Regions from separate parts of the Anser cygnoides genome. Here region 2 is linked to region 1. A link is a contact called in public Hi-C data. All regions are on one chromosome and are shown on one strand. Each heading gives the region's core, a stretch centred on a gene start, on an enhancer-like site or on the middle of the called end of the contact. The rest is flanking DNA. Distances are from core to core; before and after follow the strand shown.

What was found. Hi-C and Micro-C count contacts between places; a contact is called where the count stands out from the background.
Region 2: a contact with region 1 is called in a Hi-C map of liver, with 1.9 times the contacts expected there. The contact joins the promoter of DIPK2A here to the promoter of LOC106036243 in region 1. A contact is called at or near these places in 2 of 7 Hi-C or Micro-C datasets (granulosa cells and liver).

The regions. Positions count from the first base shown.
Region 1 is chr9:1,339,166-1,343,056 of Taihu_goose_T2T_genome, reverse strand. It overlaps LOC106036243 (phospholipid scramblase 1), which reads right to left and starts at 2,120. Exons shown (of 9, transcript XM_013181560.3): 1 at 2,037-2,120.
Region 2 is chr9:2,091,966-2,095,856 of Taihu_goose_T2T_genome, reverse strand. DIPK2A (divergent protein kinase domain 2A) reads left to right here and starts at 1,812. Exons shown (of 3, transcript XM_048049391.2): 1 at 1,812-2,610. The coding sequence starts at 1,957.

The DNA of each region.
Region 1 (3,891 bases), core at 871-3,370:
GGAACACATGCCGGGAAAAGCCTCACCACTCTGCTCAACCTTTGTCCTGTTTTGGCTGAGATTCCCGTAGTAACTTACAGCTCGGGCCTCACAGGAGATATAAATATCCTCCCCCTGCCAGAGGGGTTACGTTTCTCAGTTCAGCTTTACCCAGGGAAAAGCAGAAGCCACTTCCCTGGCAGGAAGCAAGTAGTGGGAAAACCAAGAGCGCTTCTCGCAAAGCAGCTGCCCCAGTAGCAGCCCTTAGGAAATGCCATCTCTGGACAACCTGGCTGCCGGCTGCCTCTCCCAGCACAGCCAGCACCGCCACCTCAGCGTCAAACACGAGTGACAGGGCCCAGCCACCCCACAAACAGACCGCTCCTTCGGGGGCCCACAGCAGTGCACTGCCAGGACACCAGCCCCAAGCCCCACACGTGCCTCAGCGCTTGCGAGATGAAGGGGCCCAGGAGGCCTCGCTCGCGATACCTCAAGCGCTACGCTGTCTAGGGTCAGTGCCGCCCGTCCTCCTCCACACCCTGGGGAGATCTCAGGCTCTTCCTTCCGCTCTCAGAGCTCACACTGAAGTGCTGCAACAGCCCAAAGGCAGCACACACCCAACCAGCTCCTTGCTTTCCTGCAGTGTTACTCTAACAGGCACAGAAGCAGCCTTCAGCAGCACCCAGGTGCGAGGCACAGCAGCTTTCCCGCCCCACGAGGTCTGAGACCAAGTACCTAAGGGTCAGCCAAAACCTTCTAGAAAGGCAGTTAAGGAAATGCAGGTTCTGAACAAAACTGGAACAAAACAGTTCCAGTTCAGAGAACAACAGAAAGGGAACAACAGCCTGAGGCTGTTGTTCCTTTTTAATGGACGGCAGAACACCCATAGTTCATTTTCAGGTTTTAAGAACTGCATCACACAGCTTCTCATTTTCCAGAGCTCACTTACCCTGATACACGTCTGTAGCTAGGCTGCAACTAATTTAGAGACATCTTAATTCACTTAACTGCAGAGCTTCCGCTTTTTATCTGGAAAATAATGCTGGCTTCATTCATGACCACCACTTTCATTTCTTACCCTGCTGCATAAGAGACTGCCGTGAGCACACTAACACAAGCCCCTAAGCACTAACGTCATGCACAGCGTCACTTAAATACCAAAACAGGCCCTTTCTGAGAAGGTTTACGATTTGAAAAACAGAATGCTGAATACCTGTAAAGCACACGTTAGTTCACCCTAGGTAGCTCTATGGTACTTTTTTGATAACCGTGTTCGACTAACCAAACCCTGGATTTAACCCCAACTCTAGAAACACAGCATACTTAAAAAAATCATCCGGGTGATGGAATTAAAAACTGTTTCCCGTTGAAGTTACCGAAACAGCCCGTCCGGAAGGCAGGGCGCAGCGATCAGCCTGGCCCCTTGCGGACCCCAACCCTAAGGGCCGGCAGCGCCAGCACCGGGGCAGCGCCGAGCCGAGCCGAGCCGTGCCGAGCCCCTGCGACCACCACCGCCCGAGCCGTGCCTGCCACTCGCAGCTCGCCCAAGCGGCCATCAGCAAGACGTTTCCGTAACCCCCTCCCCATAATCTGCAAGCAGGAGGGGTGCTTCGCCACCTCTAACAACTAGCTACCGCAAAAGAGAGGCATTTTGTCACTCACGGCGCAATCCCCGAATAGCCAAACGTGGCCATCCTGACCATTCCCGTCCCTATGACGGAAGCCCAGAAACCTTACAGGAGCCCCTAGAACAAACCCCACGCGGTGGGCACACGCTCACCTCCCCAGGAGACCCCACCCCTCCCGCACCAGTCCCCGCTCCGTTCCCCGTCGCCGCAGCGCAGCACCCGGCCCTACCCGGCCTTGCTCGGCCCTACCCAGTCCCCCGGAGCGGAGCGGGAGCGGGCGGGGAACGCCGCCGCCCCCGGGGCCGGCAGGGGCGGGGAGGGAGCGGAGCCTGGCCGCGGTGTCGCGTTCGTGCGTCAGGGGCAGCCCCCGGCAGCCCCCGCCCGGCCTCAGCCGTCCGCTGGCGGCGGAACGGAAGGGCAAGTATTTACTGAAGTGAAGGGCCGCTGTAGTTCCAGAAGGTTTTCTTGCAAAGGCAGAAATTTAAGGTGGCAGCAGCTCTCTGGGCTTAACTCAAACAACACGTGCTCTGACGTTAAGGAGGGTTGGCTCTCCGGTCCTGCGCGTGTAGGTGTTGGCTTTTACATGCGGATCAAATGCTTACTCACGGTCAGCTACAAGCCTAAAAAGCATATCCTAGGCTTCCCATGGTGTTAACAAGATCACGTCCTGCCAACACATTTTCTAGTAATACCTAAATGCTCAGCAAAGACAGCTGGTTTCTCATAAATACATATCACAATGGGAAAAAAATAATCACTAAAACAGGTTTGATTAGTGCTTACCCTGAAACACTATTTCTGAAAGATTTCCTGAAAACATATTTTATATATATAGGTTTTGCTTGTATTTTATTTTATTTGTATTTATTTATTTCTATTTTATTTATGATTACCTTGTCTTTGGTTCATTCTAATGCCTGACACTATCATAGTACTTACCAATAGAATGGCACTAGTTGGAGAAATACTGGATAGTGCCATGGATTCATAACGCTTGAGGAAACACTGTTTTTAAGTCTGAAATGGTCCAAAGTTTCTAAAAAGTCTCTCGTCTCTTTTTCAAGCTGTTTTATTTCAAGAACATTTGCCTCTGGATAGCTCCCCCAAAAATGAGTCTTACAAAGAGGCAGCTTCATGATGCAGACTCCAGACGCAGAACATGATTGCGAGAAATATGGTAAGGAAAGGGGGCCCCGTATTATATTAGGCCAAGCAGGACAGAGAACACTTTAATTTCAAAACTGCCTGAATACAAACAGATTTTGTGGGTGGACCAAAATTTACTGTACTTTCCTGTTTCCATGTAAAGTCTGTGGAGCCACACAGACTTTAATCCGTTAACAGCCCATCAGTGATGAAGCATGCCAAGGCCCAAAAAGAGTACCAGGAGAGCTGCTGGTGGTCCCTCATGTAAGAGCACATGGAGTTTGGGACCCAAAGGCCTACCATACCTATGTATGTGTATATATATAATATATAATTTTTATATTTTTATATATTATTTATATAGATAACACGTATAAAAGACATTTATATTTCATCAAAAGTGTCCCATTTGGTGGATGAGGTCAGACTGAGACAGGGAAGTGTTAAATCCTTCACTTACAGCTCAGCTTTTTATTGGAAAGGCTGCGTTATCAAAAAACATATTACAAGTATTTTCAGGTTAAAGATTATTAAAAGATGCAGTGAACATAAATGTCACCTAGATAAACCATGGATATATTTAAGTGAAATGCCTGGTTTTATAAGGGTCATAGTAGATTTATGTCAACGATAATCACGTTATATTTCAGTGTTACAGATAAACTAGTAAAACATATTGCAGAGGATCAGCTTGCAGAGACATTTCTTTACATGCCATTTAAGATTTACATGGAAGTCCTATTGTTTACAAATGTGTAGTCTATTTTTACTGTAATGGATTGTTATTTACATATTAATGACATCTTACTATTTAAATTCCAGATTTTTTTCTAACATGTTACAGAGAATAACAAAATATTTTCCTAAGCTTTAAATCTAATACTGAATTATCCTACTAGTTTCTTTAATGTTTTTGATTTCCAAGTCATTCAGTGAACATTATAAATTGAACTTTTTTTTTTTTTAAGTATTAGTTTAATAAAAGTATTAAGGACTTTTAGGGACTTCTAAACTTCTGTTCTTATTGTTGAAAGTCATTCGGAAGACTGGGTATTATTACATGTATAATGTGTACAGGTGGAGGTAAAAAATAATGAGATACAATATCTAAGCCTTATTTTCAGGATAGCAGAATTAT
Region 2 (3,891 bases), core at 563-3,062, 750 kb before region 1:
CCAGCCTTAAGCAAAATATGTAAATCTGAATTACAGCCACACTGTATAAAAAGGCAGCCTCTACCTTCCTTTATCCCTCAGAAAGTATCCCCAGTTATCCCCAAAGTCTCCTACAAATACCAATGAAACCAGAAATATTAGCAACTTTTATGTAGCTCAGAGCAAGTTTTCTTTTTCATTTTTTTTTTTAAGCAGTATATTTATTTATGGATTTACAGTGCAAAAGGCCTTAAGAGCACTACATTGTTGCTGGAAAAAAGTATTAGTTAAAGTATTTAACAGCTTCTTTGTACGTAAAATGATGTTTTCATCTAGTAAAGACTAAAATGTTTTGTTAACATTCAGAAGAATCAAGCTGTTTCCCTATATCCAAGTAAGAAAGCTTGAGAAATAAGAATCAAGAAAGCAATGTATAACTAAATGTTAATTCAACATATTTGTTTATATCTGGATTTCTTAGTGGCTTAATAGACAAGTTCCAGCAAGTATTGGTAGATGAAAAAAAACCACTACCAGTGTGTAAAGAAGACTGACCATGTTTGGCTACTGAAATTGGAGTTTATATCCAGAAAAAAATCAGCTCAGCTTTCAGGATCAGTGTGTCCATAGTAAAGACTTGAGTTAGGGTAAACTATATGTATATGTACGTATATGAGTAAATAACATATATATATATTTGTTTTCTAATAAATTCATAGTTTTGTAGTCAAGATCTTGCTGATTAGATTATTTGACCCTACAAACAGCTTTTAACAAGGCATGGTGAATGAGATATGCCTGAGGTGCAAGTTCACTGTACACAGTCAACGACAACTTGTGTGATGGATGCCTGGAGCTGTTTTTATACGTATAAATTACAAATATCGACATCAAAACAGCACACAGTGAGTTAAGTGCATGCTAATGTAAAAACAGAAACGTAATACTCCAGATAATATGTGCTTAAATGTATGCACCATGGAAATGAAGTAACTGGTAGACATCCGTTGCGCTGCACTGCCCCAACACCGGTCAGTCAGTTATCCCTCGTGCACTTTTGGGACCGAGCAGGTCTGCAGTGACCGGGGAGCGCAGAAGACGGGCTGTCGCCCGTTTTTCAGTCACAAATTGGAGGACCCATCCAGTCCTGGACTACCGTGAGGAGTTTTGGGGCCCCGTGTCATTTTGTGAGGAGAAGTAGCGGGAGCCGGCGGGGGGCAGTCGGCGGGCACCACCCAGCGCTGCCGTCCCCTCAGGGCGAGCCGCGGCCGAGCCGCCGCTGAGGGGCAGCGCCGAGCCGCGGTGCCGCCGTGACGGGCGGGGGACAGCGTCGTGACAGGCGGGACGCTGTCGTGACAGGCAGCGATGGAAACGGCGATAGCGGGGGCTGAGAGAGGTCGCGTTAAGGGCAGCTGACGATCTCTGACCGCTCCTAACCGGGACCGGGGGGGGCTACGGTGGCAGCCGGCGCCATCACAACTCCCCCGCCCGCCCCTCCACCCCCATCTCCTGAAGGAGGCGGGTACCGCCCGCCCCGCCCCCCCCGAGCCCCGCCCTCAGGAAGAAGCGCGTACGCCAGGCACGCGCGTCACGTGCAGCCAACCGCCGCGGCCGCCGCCGCTCTCCCTCCAAGGCCCCGCCCCCTCCCCAGGTGGGCGGGGGGAGGTGGCGGAGGAGGAGGGGGCGGAGGGGGCCCCTCAACGGCGGCGGCGCCGCGGCCCCTCCCCGTGGGCGTGCCCTGCCGTGGCGGCGGGCTGCTGGCGCCGCCCCCCGCGCCTTCCCCCCGCTGCCCTCCCCCGCCCGCCGTCCCCTCAGTAACTTGGCCGCCGCTCGTCGGGCGGCGAGGCGGCCGGTGCGGGTGCGGCGGGGCTGAGGGAAGGAGGGGGGGAAGCGGGAGGGCCGGGGCCCGGCTCGCCTCGCCTCGCCTCGGCTCTGCTTCTCTCGGCTCCCCGGCCCGGCCCGGCCCGGCCCGGGACGATGCTGCGGCTGGTGTCGCTGAAGTTGGGGCGGCTGTACCGCTACGTGAAGCTGGCGGTGCTGGGCAGCCTGGCGGCGGCGCTGGTCCTGAACACGCACTCGCTGCTGGCCTCGCTGCAGCGCAACGAGCTGGCGGAGCGGCGCTTCCTGCAGCTCAATAAGTGCCCGGCCTGCTGGGGCACCAGCTGGTGCCGCAAGTTCCTCAACGGGCAGCTGCGGCTGGAGAGCTGGGGCCGCCTGCGGCTCCTCGACTTCTTCAACGTCAAGAACGTGTACTTCGCCCGCTACGGGGAGCCCCGCGAGGGCAGCCGCCGCGTCGTGCTCAAGCGCCTGGGCTCGGCGCAGGAGCTCGCCGAGATCGACGCCAAGATTTGCCGCCGCGCCACCGGCAGGGGCCGCTGCGACCTCCCGCAGGCCCTGCACGCCACCGAGTTCGCCAGCCTCAACGGCGACGTGCGGCTGCTCACCCCCGACGCCGTGGAGGGCTGGTCTGACCTGGTGCACTGCCCCTCGCAGCGCCTGCTCGACCGCCTGGTGCGCCGCTACGCCGAGACCAAGGACTCCGGCAGCTTCCTGCTGCGCAACCTCAAGGACTCGGAGCGCATGCAGCTGCTCATCACCCTCGCCTTCAACCCCGAGCCGCTGGTGCTGCAGGTGGGTCCCCCGGGGCGCCTCCATGGCGGTGCCCCCCGTACCGCCGCGCCCCCGGGCCCTTCCCCGGCCGGGGAGGGTCGCAGCCTAAAAGGAGCACCAAATCAGCCTGCCGTTGTCTGCAGTGACGCGTTTTATATCCTTTAATTAAGGGGGCTGATGGCAAATTGGTAGGCAGATGTACAATATGTTCTAAACTTCGGGGTTTATTCAGGTTTTTAATTTAAAAGCTTACGGTAGACCACGGTGTCCGTGGCACCGCTCGCTGCTCCCCTCACACATCTGTTTACACTGGGCAGTGCCTCTCCGGGCTTTACATTTCAGCACCCAACACCGCTGGGGGAACTCCAAGCATGCTGAGTGTAAGTTTGGGTTCCGCGTTGTTCTGTCTAGCTACAGAGCCATCCTCACTTCTATGCAATTCTTTTGTTCAAAAGAGTATTTGCAAATACGTGTGAGAGCATCACTGGTATTTGCAGCATGATTGCTGTCATGAGCATCTGTTTCTCCAGGGAGACGGCCAAGAAATTCCTAGTGCCCAAATTGCTAGTGCTGCAGGCTTTGACCTCCAGCAAATTCACCTATCGGTTCATTTTTAGAGAGTGTGTTTATGAACTATACTTACTTAAAAACATTTTTGGCTGGCATGCCTTCAGCCTTCTAAGTACGGCTCTTGAGGTTTGTTTGCAAAGTTCCCAGCCGACTTCTCAGCAGACTTGGGGTACAGCGTGTCTCTTCTGTTCTGCTCTGATGTTGCTCCAGAGCACTGTGAATAAGGAAACTCCACTTAAATGAGAAGACTAGAATTTCTTTGCTTTGCTGAGTATATTTGGAAACTTCATGAGAATCGGTTTGTTTTGGCTGTGGTTCATACAGCTTACGGTTTTGGTTTTGAACACGTGTTCCAGCATACTGAGCGTACACCTAGGTAGCTGCAAAACAGCTCTGCATGTTTCTTCCGAATTTGCTGGGGGTATTACAGCTTTTAGGGACAAAACTTGTGGCAGAGTGGCATTCCTTATTGTTGCGGGGTGCCTGAAAGGCAGCAGGCAGCACTGGCTGACTCCTGTCAGCTCCTTGATAAGGTGTGGATGAGCCCTGAGGCTTTCAGGCAAATTTGTTGATGAAAGTCTTTGGAAGCAGAACTTAACAAGGGCTTTACTCATCAGAGCAGGTCAGATTGGTGGGAAGGAAGGCAGCTTTTACCAATCTGGAGTGTGGTCAAGTTCTGGCACCTCTAATCAAATCAAAAGTGTTTTGCAGAATATTGGAAATTGGGATGTA